Linked DNA regions of Ovis aries: region 1 is linked to region 2. A link is a contact called in public Hi-C data. All regions are on one chromosome and are shown on one strand. Each heading gives the region's core, a stretch centred on a gene start, on an enhancer-like site or on the middle of the called end of the contact. The rest is flanking DNA. Distances are from core to core; before and after follow the strand shown. Region 1 holds the start of TBCCD1 (TBCC domain containing 1). Region 2 holds the start of EIF4A2 (eukaryotic translation initiation factor 4A2).

Region 1 (6,938 bases), core at 3,319-5,818, 180 kb after region 2:
ATAATTCATAAGTTGGGTGGGGCTAGAATTCCAGTCTACTGGCTATTCGTGAAATGTTTCTCCCCTCTGCTTGTAATACTACTCAGCTCCCTAAGAATACTTCCTGGAGAGACAATGAGGCATGACAGCTTAGGCTCAGTATCTCACGAAGCTGAAAGGTACAAGGGCTCTTCAAAGGGTCTGCCTTGCTCCTTCATTCCAATTTCTTTCAGTCCCGGCATGGCTACCCTACCTATTCTCCCCACTTCCTCACTTTGCCTGGTATCACAACCCACCCACTTTAATGCCAGCCCAACGGCTCGTCGTAGACTTAACACTGTATCGTCCCCTTCTCCAAACTCAGCAGCCCCTCATCCCACGTTGCGTTTGTCACTGCATCCAACCCTCGCTTCTCTGGGCAAATCTAGCTCTAGGGCTTCCGAGTCTAAGTCCCTATCTCCCGGGTCACCCACTGTCGTCCTCTCCATCCCACTAGCCTGGCCCACACTACCCACTCCTCCTCTCCACCGCCTCACCACAGCAACGCCCCCTACCACTCCCCCCGTCGGACAATGTCCCCTTCTCTCCCCAGCCTGCTTCCTAGCCAAGACTGACTTAATGGCCCCGTGCCCGCAGATTCCAATTCCTCACCCGGCGATCACGGTCCCGATGAGGTACAGCAGCAACAGGCAGAAGGTGCCCAGGTTCTGCGGGGCCATAGTCCCTCTGTGCCGGCCCCGGTCCCCCGCACTCCTCACAGCCCCCGCCGCCGCGTCGGCTCGTCAGCCCACCGGGCCCTGAGAAGCCGTCTTACGCCCGGGTCTCCGACTTAGTTAGCAGCGACAGCTAGCTTGCCCCCTCCTCTACCAGTCCACTTCCCGGGAGTCCCGAGTCCCGGCGAGAGAAGCCCCTAGCGGGCCAGAGCCAATCGCTGCTCCGGACATCACACGCGGCCGGCGCCTCACAGCCAATCAGTGCAGTACACTTCACCTCCGAGGCGGCGCGGGCGGCCAGTTAGGCTTCGGGACTGCAGCCGCAGCTCCCGGCCAATTAGAAGGGGAAACGTCAGAGAATCGCGCCGCCGCAGGAATCCGTCCGGCCCAGGCACCTGCCAGTCGGAGAAAATTACGTAAAGATTGGTGATGTAGGATGCGTCCTAGAGCCGGCGTCCACGGTACGAGAAGTTTCCCTCCGCCCGCCTCCTTGGACTCTCTACCAATCACAAGGCTCTTCCTCCAGCACTGGCCAATTGCAGGAGGGAAGTTTTATATTGGTTACAAGTCTAGGAATTTCATTCATATAGAGCTAGGCGCTGGACGCCCGGGAGGAGGTACGCGAGCGAGATGGGCGGGGACAATGACTGAAAGTCAACGGTACAACGGACGCGACGCTTAGGTCATGATTTGCCTTCTCCTAACAAAACTCACGCGAAACGGTCTTCGTTTCGCAAAGAAGAGGCCTGATGTCCGTGGAAGCAGACAGACTTAGGTTCGAATTCAGCTTCCACCACTTCTAGCGGTGAGAACATGCGCCTTGTCCCAAGTCTAAGCCTAAGCTTCTTTTCTACAAAACTGAGGCACAGCATTTACTGATAGTATTGTGAAATTTTAATCTGTAAGCCGTCTAGCGCAGCGTCTGGCACATAGTAACCACGCAAAGAATAATAAATATTACACTTAAAAGAACAACAACACAAAAAAAAACAACCAGAAACGACCCTCTGACCCCTTCCACCCACCCCTTTGCTCATTTCAGTAAATCACCACCTAGTTGTTCACTGCAAAGCTTCAGGTATCTTCCTTGATTTCTCTCCTGTGTCCCCTATCCGAATCTTTACCTTTAAACCATTTCTTGAATCTGTCCACTATTATATATCTCCACCACCTCTTGGCCAAGTCACATCATCTCCCACCAGGCAAGGGCTTCCTAACTGGTCTCCCTGCCTCCACTCCTAATATCTTAGGATCTCTTTCTCACCCCGATCCTTTTCCCTGCCATGATTTTTTACACACGTGTCAGATCATATAATTTCTCTGCTTAAAAGCCTTGAATGACTTTCCGTTGCACTTAACAATAAGATCCCCAGCCTGTATACTAGCTATTAGATAATATAATAATGTTTACTTGTTTAGCCACTAAGTCGTGTCCAACCCTTTGTCACCCCATGCACTGTAGCCTGCCAGGCTCCTCTGTCCATGGGATTCTCCAGGCAAGAATACTAGAGTGGGTCGCTATTTCCTTCTCCAGGGGATCTTCCTGACCCGGGGATCAAACCATGTCTCCTGCATTGGCAGGCGGATTCTTTACCACTGAGTCACCAGGGAAGCCCCATAAGAAATGTCTAAAGAGATTTAAAATTTATCAATTATATATATGTATATCACTTGGGTATCATACACATTAAAAATATTAATAGGCAGGGAAAGGCAAATATATAACTTTAAATATATAACTTTAAATAAACCATCTACCTAATTATTCTCTAGTGCCTAAAAAGTTTAAAGAGGAATACTGGCCTAGCTGAGTCAATGTTAAAACATTGATAATATAAAGAACCAGATTTGTTCAGTTGCTCAGTCATGTTTGTATCTGACTCTTTGCGACCCCATGGAAAGCAGCAGGCCAGGCTTTCCTGTCCTTCACTATCTCCAGTAGTTTGCTCAAACTCATGTCCATTGAATCGATCATACTATCCACCTATCTCATCCTCAGGAAGAGAAGGGGTGACTGAGGATGAGACGAAAGAAATTGAAGCAGTCACCCAAATTTTCAGAATAATGTTAATCCTAGAAAATATCTTAGTTCTAAAATCTAGTAACATCCCAAAGGCGAGAGTCTCTTCCTGTACAATCCTAAAAGTCTGTACTGTTACATCTCAAAAAATAAGAAATGTGTATAAAGTCAGATTAAGTTGATAATCTAAAATCTCTCAGTCTAGAATATAAAGAGCTGGGGAAATGGGAGAATGATACTGTTCAAACATGCCAGTGATCATCTGCAGAATAAATATAATGAAATAAAAATTTATGGGAACTTAAATAGAAAAAGCAAACCTCACAGATAAATATTTGAGCCATGATTGGCAATGCAGCTATGGTGATCAAGTGATCACAGCAGGTGGCAGGCAAAAGTCAGAATCAGGAAGCAGGACATAGGGAGGAATGTATAAATGAATGCACCTTGACTCTCAGCATCATTCCAGTGTGCCACTAGCCAAGTTTCAAGTGCTCTATAGCCACATGTGGCCAGTAAGAAACATTATTTTTTAATAAAGCTGGGAAAAAAAGAACAAAAAACGTACATGATCTGTACCTTCACCTAGTATACTCCTTACCACGTTTTCCAGCAAAACAGTTTCCTTTATCTTTTTTGAATACATCAAGCTCATTCCTAGTTAAGGCCTTTATTCTAGTTTTTTTTTCTGCCTGAAACACTCTTCCCTCAGATCCTAACAGGGGTGACTCCTTTTTAAACTCAGATAACAGCTTAAATTCACCACTTTATAGAAGACTTCCTTGACGGAGCAACCAAAATTAGCAACTATTGAATCTCTGTTTTTATACTGCTCTATTATTTTCATCCCTGCCCTCACACACACATACTGGAATGCCAGTTTCATGAGAGCATGAATATGGACTGTTCTCTTAACAGCTGTTTAAGGCAGCAGCTTAGAACAGAGTCTGCCACTGCGTAAAAGTCGCTTTAACTGTGATCTTCGTGTGCTGGCTTCTTACTCTTCAGGCCTCAGCTCAGATTTGGCATTCACCCATTCTCCCTATCAAAATATACACTCCAAGAAAACAAGGGCTTTATGTTTTGTTCACTACTGTAATTCAAGTGGCTAACACTGTGCCAGATACAGTGCAGAGCTAAGAGGGAGGCCAGGTTACTGCTTTCAGGAAGATGCCTACTAAGGGAGAGAGGCCACATGCAAGAGGAGCTAAATTGCATTTTATGGTCTTTTTTACCTTTGTATCTCCCACACCTAGAGGCCATAAACGAACTAAGAAAACAGAAAATGGCCAAAAATCATAAAATGAAAGTTTAGAGAAAAGAGTGATGTTCTTATACTAGGTGAAATCCAAAAAAAAAAAAAAAAAAACAAAACTTAAAAGCAGTAACATGGTTGACATGAGCTCACCCTGGTCGCTCTCGCTTCAGATAGCCTGGGTTTGTATCTTTGCTCGGTCGCTGTGGTACTTTCACCTCTCTAAGCCCTAGTTTCTTCATCTGTAAAACAAGTGTACTTAGAGTGCTCTTAGGAAGACAGATAAGTTAAGGTGCTTTAATCAGTGCCCAGTTCATAGTATTCTATAAAAGTAAACTGTCACTTTCATTATTATTACTGATGAAAGCGTGCTGACCTTACCAGCAGCTAGTCGCTGACCACAGCTCTGTGGAGGCATAGAAAACTTCCTACTACCCTGAGTAGAAAAGCTCGACTCCAGAAAGCAGCCAGGTCTGGTTCCAGGTTCCAGCATCAAGGACTCTTGGCGCCAGCCAAGTGTTTCGCAGATCGCGAAAGAAGTACTGGGCCGCTCTAGCAATGTCGTGCGCCAGGTCTCGGTGGTGCGAGACCTCGCGCTTGCGCAGAAGCTGGGCGACGAGCGCTGGGCCGGTCTGGCGCGCAAGGCACGGCCGCGCCCTGAGAGGTCCGGAGGAACGGCCAGCTGCCTTCGCAGGTAACCGCTCGCGGGCCCACGCCAGGGAGGGAGGAGAGGGACCATCTCGCTTCAGGCTCCGGCTGGGAAGGCAGCCTTTGCGCTCGCCAGGTTTTGGGTCCTCTACAGACCCTGTTACCTGGGGCTTCTCTGTTCCCGAAGTCTGATCGGGGCGCTCTCGGGCTGCACATCCCGCCTCCCAACCTGGACCGCGTCCTACCCTGGACAGCGGATGAGGTGGCGGCGAAGCCTCGGGAGGACGGCCTTGGGCCTCACGCTGGCCTCCCTTCCTGAAAAACCAGGATCCCAGGGCATCCCAGGGAAGCTTTTGAAGCGGAAAGGAGCTTCCGTTTATGTTTATGAATTTAGCCGTCCGGAATTTCGTGGTTAGAATAGAGGGTTCGTCTCCATTGAGCTTTTGATTGCTCGCTATAGAGACAGGTGGACTATACTGGAGTGGACCAAGATCTTCCTCACAGAACCTGCATCGTCTGATTTTACTCAGAGAGTTCAAAGATAGCTGTCATCCACCCTCTCACACCCTTTCTGGGGTTCATGCTTCCATGATTCTTCACCTGGCCCTTACGTGGCCCTCCGTTTAAGACCACTCATTCTGGTAATTCTCTTCTGGATTCACTCCCACTTTCCAGATTCTCCTAAAACTGGGTTCCTAAAGTATTAATATATATATTTGTAAGTAGCTCAGTTCTGAAGTCAGAGTGACTTGAATTCTAATCCAGGGTTCTCTGCCAACTCAAGTATGTGACTCTAGGTAAGTAACTCACTTAACTTTTCTAAGCCCCCGTTTTCTCATCTGAAAATGGGGATAATATATGTATCTCTAGGTGATTGTAAGCATGAAAGAAGGTGAAGAACATGAAATACTTAGAATGCTACCTGGCGCATAATATGCACGTAATTTATGTCCGTTATTTTTTGAACAGAGAATTCCCCGAAGAAGCACAGCTTTCTTAGAATCAAGTGCCAAACAAAAATAGCAGTAACACTTTTTTTCATCCAGTCATAAAATGAAGGTTTTTAAAGTAAGGTTAATGCTGAGGCATGCTCGATGAAAACCATTGCTTGGTCAACTGATGGAAAATTTTATATAATCATTTTGGAAAGCAGTGGACATATATGGCAGGAACTTGAGAAATGTCAATTACTTCATTTCACAAATGCGCATTTGAAAATTTTCTCTGGGAATTAATCACAAGACAGAATATATGCAGAAAGGTGGTAATTATAGCATTATTTATAAAAGTGAAAATGTTAAACTTTTTATCGCAGAAAAATTTCTCATATATAAAAGTAGAATAGGTAAGTGAACCCCCATGTGCTCATCATCCAGCTTCAACAATGATCACTATTTTGTCTGTCTTGTTTTTGTGAAAAAAATTAAATTTACAAGGTGTCTGAAAATAGAACAGTTGAGTAAACTGGAGTATATTTTTTCAGCTTTTAAAATAATACAGAATTGTATTATACAATGCAAAATATACAGTGTTATCACAACTATGAACATTCAAAAACCTGTGTAGAAAAAGGAAGGAAGTACAGTAAAATATTAACCAGTTTCCCTTTGGTGGTAGGCCTATGGATACTTTGCTCCCCTTCCATTTTTAGATATTTAATAAATATTCCATTAAAATGGTATCTTGTTGTTACAACAAGCAATAAACCAACAAAATCTAAAAATATTGCTCCTGAACTAAGGACAATAGAATATGCCAGAGCAGGTTAACTGTTACGGAGAGTAAAGGTGCTTTAATTTCCTTGGTCAGTTTTTTCGGTTTATGTTTACATGAGCGTTCTTGTGTGCCACCTCGTGCTAGTGCTTGATGTTGCACTCATATGGGCAACTAACACACCCAATCTTTAATCAATCTCATCCTCTATATGTAAGTGATTGGACTTTGGAATGTTATTCCTCTTATTTTGATTAGTGTTTGCCCTCAGGGTAGAGCAAGATTTCTGGTGATAGGATGGCTCTCTTTTTCCATTTCTTCTTTTCTTTATCCTGAGCAAGCATCTATCTCGTACCTCATGCATTTATACTCTTCCTAGAACAACCACTTTGAACAAGTCAGATGGTTTTATCACATTTTTTTCTTGCTCAAATAGATTATGATGAGATCTGACCAAAAAATCTATTCACTTTTTAAACTGACCTAGTACATTTAAATGGAGAAGGCAGTGGCACCCCACTCCAGCACTCTTGCCTGGAAAATCCCATGGATGGAGGAGCCTGGTGGGCTGCAGTCCATGGGGTCGCTAAGAGTCGCACACAACTGAGCG
Region 2 (6,759 bases), core at 1,610-4,109:
AACATTTTGAAGTCAAGCACCTCTGAACATGGAATTATGCCAGACAGAAATAAGTTATGCATCAGTTGCTGTTAAGTAGGGGGAATAACACAGAACACTTCAACTGTGATAGTGCCGGTGTTTAATCTCCAGCAATTTTAGGAGACTGAAACAAAGCTCACCTGAATACTAGTATTTAATTTTTGGAAAATCTCATAGATTTGATCCTTAAACCCTCGGCTCAGCATTTCATCTGCTTCATCCAAAACGAACATTTTGATCCATTTTGGAGCTGTTAAAAAATAAGAGTCATGCCATCATATCTCAATTCTCAGGCATACTATTTGCTTTATTATAGTAAGAACTTTACTCATCAGCAATACTTACAGAGATATCTTCTGTTTAACATATCAAACACTCTCCCTGGTGTTCCAACAACAATATGTGGTGCTTCAGCCTGCAGTTTTTGCATTTCATTTCTAACATTTGTTCCACCAATGCAGGCATGACAAGTTGCTCCCATATAATCTCCAAGTGCCAGAATTACCTTTTGGATCTGAAAGCCAAAAGCCTTAATTATTATCCTGCAGAGTTACAGGCTTGTGACTAAACTTCGAAAGCATAATGGCAAATATCTGGTCTGCAAATAGCTTTAATGCATGCACAGCACTTAACTACTTCCAAGCTTAAAATGCAGACCAATCTAACTACCTCAAAATAAACTGTGAAAACATCTTGTGCCTCATCAAACTTTGAATCCTAATGCCCCAGGTTATCAGCTAGGTAGAGAACAAAAAATACTTCCTGCACTATCCTTTACTGTGTAGCAAAGTGTAAGTAGTGATTAAAAAAAAAAGTAGCAGATTTAGCTGAAGTTACTATTCATCCCTGAAGGATACTGCAACTTAATAATCTTAGCCTTAATAAAGCCTACAGGTATATTAGCAAGGCTTTACTTCAAAGCCAATAGAGCAGTGAGCTTTGAAAACACAGCATGCAACAGATGTATCACAAACTACTGAGACTGTCAAAGGAGAACATGTCACTGCAGTTTTCATGTTGCACAACTGCATTCAAACGTAAAAATGAAAACGGGTCTAGTCCACTCTGAACAGCAATCTTCAGTTTCTCAATCTGTTACACAACCCTGCAAACCATTACCTGTACACCCAGTTCCTGTCTAGCTTTCAACAAAACTCCCTGCATGCATGGACAGTCAAAAGGAGGGCTCTATAGGACAAATTTATACTAAGCTTTAAATTCTCACAGTTGTGAAACCTGAAACCTATGCAACACGCAAGCAGTTTTTTTCATCTACACTATCAATACCTGTTGAGCCAGTTCTCTGGTGGGGGCCAATACTAGTGCTTGGGTCTCCTTGAACTCAATCTCCAACTGTTGCAGGATGGAAATAGCAAATGTGGCTGTCTTGCCAGTACCTGACTGAGCTTGAGCAATCACATCATACCCTAAAAAAAGTAGGATACATATTTACCGATCCCACATCAAACCGTTACTTCTAGTTCACACCATGTATTCCATTTGGAACATGAATTATGCCCAAACAATAAAAGTGATCAGCAATGAGTATTCTCTTCATTTCAGGTCAGTCCCGAAAGATGATTGCCATCATTTCACTTTAAGGAATACAAATAAGTGCTAGTTTCCCAAAGGTAATTTTCCCATATTAGAGGGGAAAAGATCCAGGTCTATGTTGGACAGTTAACTCATTTTTAAGAAGCGTCAACACGTTCTTTTACCTTTAATACATGGAATAATAGCTCTCTGCTGAATAGCTGATGGCTTCTCAAAACCATAAGCATAGATGCCCCGAAGAAGAGACTCCTTTAAGTTCATATCATCAAAGTTATCAACAATCTCATTCCAGTTGCTCTGAAAGTTAAAAAAAAATAAAGGAATAAATGGGATGAACCAACCCACCTTTCCAACGTTCCAAATTCCACATCTATTTCTTACCTCGATGACACCATCGGGGTCCATTCCCTCTGGGCCGCCATGTTCTCTGCTGACAAAAATAACTGCAGTTAGAGAACATCCCTTCCCCATAACTGCACATTCAGAGGGATAAAAGCCCTTTTATAACCAGTCTGACCCGGTCGCCCTCCCCGGCACGTGTAAACTTTCCAAACGAGAGAAGATGGTGCCGTAGGGCACAAGGCGTACTGCGCGCCCACTCAAAGGTTAGGGACCAGGGACGCCCGGAAACCCTACGGACGCAGGCCCTGCCCCCCAGTCCCGAGCGCCGGGCGCTCCCCTCTCCGCCACGGACCATCTCGCGAGAGCTCCACGCGCCGAGCTCCGCCCCTAACACTGCGCAAGCCGGGTGATTGACGCGGGCCGAGGCCCGGCAAGGCCTTGCCAACGGTTCGCCGGGAACGTGTGGCCGACCCGGCCCGGCCTCTAGCCGCCGCCGTCCTACCCCTACCCAAACCTATCGTCTAGCGCTCCCAAACCGCGCGGCTGGCCGCGAATAAAGCTTAGGGGCCCAGTTACACTGTACCGACTGCGGACTGCGCCACGGCTTCCACTAAACGCCGGGCTCCGCAGAGGCAGAGGAAACGGCCGCGATTTCAAGGCGTATTTGGGAACAGACACTCTTTTACCACCCAGTTTTCATACTTACCCCACAACCTAGGCCCTACCCACCATGGAAGCTTCTCGAAGGACACTAGGGTACTGTATCCCAAGGCAATGCCTAAAACCCAGAATTCCCTGCCTCCTGACCACCTATTACAGTCTCCACCGGCGCCTTAGGACCTATACCACAGAGCACCACCGAGGAAGCGCCATACCTGTTATAATCCGCGGAGCCACCAGACATGATCCGAAGAACCACTCAGTGCCGGACTGAAAAGACAGCCGGGCCGCGCCACCCGTTTTTTATAGGCTCGCGGCCGGAACCCGTTTTCTGCGGAGGAATTTTCCTTCGCGCTTCGGCAACCACAAAATTGAGACCCTAAAGTGCTTATCTCAGAAAATATTCTAAGCAAATCGGTGTTAAAGCCCAAATTAGGTTATTTGCCGATATTACAGGGCTGCTGAGAATCCCAGGACCCTGGGGAAGGTTGGAACTCTTTGCTCTGCAGCGGAAGAATATTGCAGCAAACGGTGGGACGACCGCGTTCCCGGCCCGCCCTGTTCCTACGGGGTTTCCGCATCCCCGAAGCAGAGGCAGCTGGGGCGCTGGACAGGACCGAGAGACGGAAACCTGGGGCGCCCAGGGCTCTGGGCTCCCCCGGCTTCCCCTCCGGTTAGTGGGGCCAAGCTCGCCAATCCCGCGGCGCTCCGTGCCGGAGGGGCAGGCAAGTCTATACGCTGCACTGGAGGGGACTGGGGTTATTCCGCCTGTTCCCACCGCTACCTAACTTGAAGATGAAGAGCCTCCTGGCCTTTCGCGGGAGCATTTAACATCCTGCAGACCTTGACTATGTGAAATTACTGCTTCGGAAAATGTCGGCTACCCAACATGTCCTGGAAGGTCCCGTTTACCGTGTATCGTGCAGGGCGAGAAGAAATAGTATGCTCTGCACATATCTCTGGGGTAGCCACCTCCATTCTTCTCATGTTGCCGCTGGTCTTTTCTCATTCTCTCTTTAATACAATGCTTATAATGTTTTAACAGGCTTGAGAAATGGCAGATAAAATCATTGTGAACTTTTGCAAATATAGGGGTAATATTCCTTGAAACGCAAGCATTTAAATGGATACTTCCCCGTCAGGTACAGCTCCATGCTGCTTTGGAATTACATAGGTTTTGGTTCTAGTCTTTTTTTTTTTTTTTTCCCCTAAAGATTTTTTGAATTGTAACTGCTTGTATATAATGAATGTTGATTTATTGAAACTGAAAGCAATATAATCCTTGCTGCTTAATTAAGCTCCATGATTCATAAAGCTCCAGAGGTTTTCCAACTGTAGCCCTAACCCAGACTCGTTAATAAAAACAAACAGAATAGTATGTTTAGTCATCTAACTTTAAAATACCGTCCCACTCATACCGCAAGATAGCACGAATACTCCAGAAAATATTTTCTCATTAATTCAGAAGGACGGCCTAAAGTATGATAACTAGAGAAAATGACTCAACTTTCTATATTTGCTTATTATATTCAACAGAGTTGGTTCTAAATACCAGTTTTTAAATTATTTTTTATAAAATTATCATGCTGGAAATTCTGACAAAAAGTTATACCCAGATGACAAAGTGTACTTGGCCCTCCATCCAGGGATTTTGCTCCCAATCCATCCCTTCATAATGTTCAGATCCAGATTTGAAATAATGCCAGACATTTTCTGAGAATGGAGGTCAGAGGTCCTTGTTGGCTCATCCAAAACCTACTAAAAATCTCCTGGGATCCAGGAAACTGAAGAAAATACTTAATTAGAAATGTGGCCAACAGTTAAGTCTCACTTGAGTCTTTGGTGAATCAGTCAACCATGGGGAAAATCACTCAACAATTAACACCTAATTGTTGAGTGATTTCCTTAGGTTTAGCACTACTGTTACATGCTGTGGAGGATTTCCAGAGTATTTTAACAGGAAATAATCAAGGACTAAAACTCTGGTTTTAGGTCACAGTTGCTCAAGGGGTTTCAAGGTAAGAAAGCGCCTTAATCTAAAATTCAGCAAAAATCTAGACCCACATACCCTGCAAGTCTCAAATGTATCTCAAATAAATGCTGTTTACTACATTTTCAAGTGCTTACTCAATAACTTTGATAAGTAAAACATGAGATAAAGACCCAAACAAAACAGACACTTTAACAAAGTTTTGCATATCAACACAGAGCATACAGTTAAACTTTTTACTTACCCGAGATCTAAAAATAGATGGCGGTCTCTAAGTCAATTACAAACTGCTTCTTTGCTAAGTGGGAACATAGGAGGCTATTTATACTGCAAATATACTAAAACTGGGCTTCTATCCCTTTGTGAGCCACAATTGTAAATCTATCTAGCAATTATAAGTCAATGTTCAGCAGAGGAATCAAGGAATTAGTATAGATTTGTCAGTATGACATGAAAAAACAGTAACAATACATTAAAAGAGTATGCTTTATGTTGGGTGATGTAACCCTATAGAAAGGACCCAGTATTCTCATGATTCAACGACATTCAACAACAACTACATTGTGTGCCTTCTTGCCAATCTAACATTGGTTTAAGGCCTCAGCTGATTTTTAAGCAGCAGCTATGCATTTAAAGGAATGTCTTGGTAAACTATTGATACACCAAAGTTTGTTAAGGTGTGTTTGGATCTTTTGGGCTGGCTTCTCTGGTGGCTCAGGTGGTAAAGCATCTGCCTACAATACAGGAGAGTTGGGTTTGATCCCTGGGTCAGTAGGATCCCTTGGAGAAGGGAATGGCTACCCACTCCAGTGTTCTTGCCTGGAGAAGTCCATGGACAGAGGAGCCTGGCAGGCTATCCAGGGGGTCACAAAGAATCAGGCATAACTGAATAACTTTCACTTTGGATCTTTAGTTCATTTATTACTTATTAATGTCGTGTATTATTTAGTAAACACAAGATAATACATCCATCTATAAGTGTTTAGGAAGAATTGCCTTGAACTGAACAGGAACAGTGCCTCTTTATTATTCGGTTACTGGAGGAAATTAAGAGGCTAGATTCTGCTTGAATGGCAGCAATGTCCACTGAAGCAATTTGGACAGTGGCACTCCCTGCCGCATTCTTCACAATAACTTATTTCCTTTGCTGCTTGGCTTGTGGGATCTTAGTTCCGCAACCACAGATTGAACCTGGGCTTTTGGCACTGAAATTACTGAGTCCTAACCACAGGAACACCAGGGAATTGCCCTTCACAATGACTTTTAAAACATCTATGTGAAGATAGGTAAAGATATTAATAGAGTTGAAAAAATGGAAAAAATTGAGGAGGACCATGGAATGGGGTGTTGAACAAGGACAAGTTTATACTCATTAATCCAAGGTTATTAAGTTCTATTGTGTAATCAAGATATGGAGGTTTTTCTAGCTCTACCCTTATAAAAACTGAAATAAAGTTACATTGTTGTACTTCAAATCAATACATCTTAAACCATGGTATGGGTAAAAATCAATAGGAAGACCTCTCTGAAATGCAGATTATGTGGGACTCCACCCTCCCAACCCAGATCCAGTGATCTAATCTGAGGTGGTGCCAGCTTTTTATTTTGGAAAATTCTAAACCTAAGGAAGAGTTGCAAGAAAATGCAACAAATGCCAAATGTTTCACACACCAATTGTTAATAGTTCACTACGTTTGTTTTCTCTCATATTTATCCGTGACTTTTTCTTAACTTCTGAAAGTCACAGACATAGTAGTGACTTCAGTCCTAATGCTTCAGCACGACATCCTAAAAACAATGATACTCTTTTCATAAAAGCACAGAAGTATCATTATACTCCCAAATTTACTATTGATGTAATAATAACTGTAACAGTATTCAACACTTCTCAAATGTCCCAGTAATTTACTTTGTGACTTTAAAAACAAAAATCTAGGATTTTCTCATCAGAAATTCTATTACATATATGTGTGTATACATTGTATGTGTGTGTAGTGTGTGCTTGTGTGTCTTCAGTTCTGTTCAGTTCAGTCGCTCAGTTGTGTCCGACTCTTTGCGACCCCATGAATCGCAGCACACCAGGCCTCCCTGTCCATCACCAACTCCCGGAGTTCACTCAGACTCACGTCCATCAAGCCCGTGATGCCATCCAGCCATCTCATCCTCTATCGTCCCCTTCTCCTCCTGCCCCC

The links. A called contact is a pair of places that touch in the nucleus more often than the background predicts.
Region 1: a contact with region 2 is called in a Hi-C map of hypothalamus, with 2.0 times the contacts expected there. The contact joins the promoter of TBCCD1 here to the promoter of EIF4A2 in region 2. A contact is called at or near these places in 2 of 16 Hi-C or Micro-C datasets (blood and hypothalamus).

Annotation. Positions count from the first base shown.
Region 1 is chr1:201,423,263-201,430,200 of ARS-UI_Ramb_v3.0, forward strand. It overlaps TBCCD1 (TBCC domain containing 1), which reads left to right and starts at 4,569. Exons shown (of 8, transcript XM_060419529.1): 1 at 4,569-4,661. DNAJB11 (DnaJ heat shock protein family (Hsp40) member B11) reads right to left here and starts at 891. Exons shown (of 10, transcript XM_004003062.4): 1 at 631-891. The coding sequence starts at 698.
Region 2 is chr1:201,241,464-201,248,222 of ARS-UI_Ramb_v3.0, forward strand. It overlaps EIF4A2 (eukaryotic translation initiation factor 4A2), which reads right to left and starts at 2,860. Exons shown (of 11, transcript XM_060419496.1): 1 at 2,793-2,860; 2 at 1,957-2,002; 3 at 1,740-1,872; 4 at 1,309-1,448; 5 at 367-535; 6 at 162-271. The coding sequence starts at 2,821. LOC114111381 (small nucleolar RNA SNORD2) reads right to left here and starts at 1,619; the gene lies at 1,551-1,619.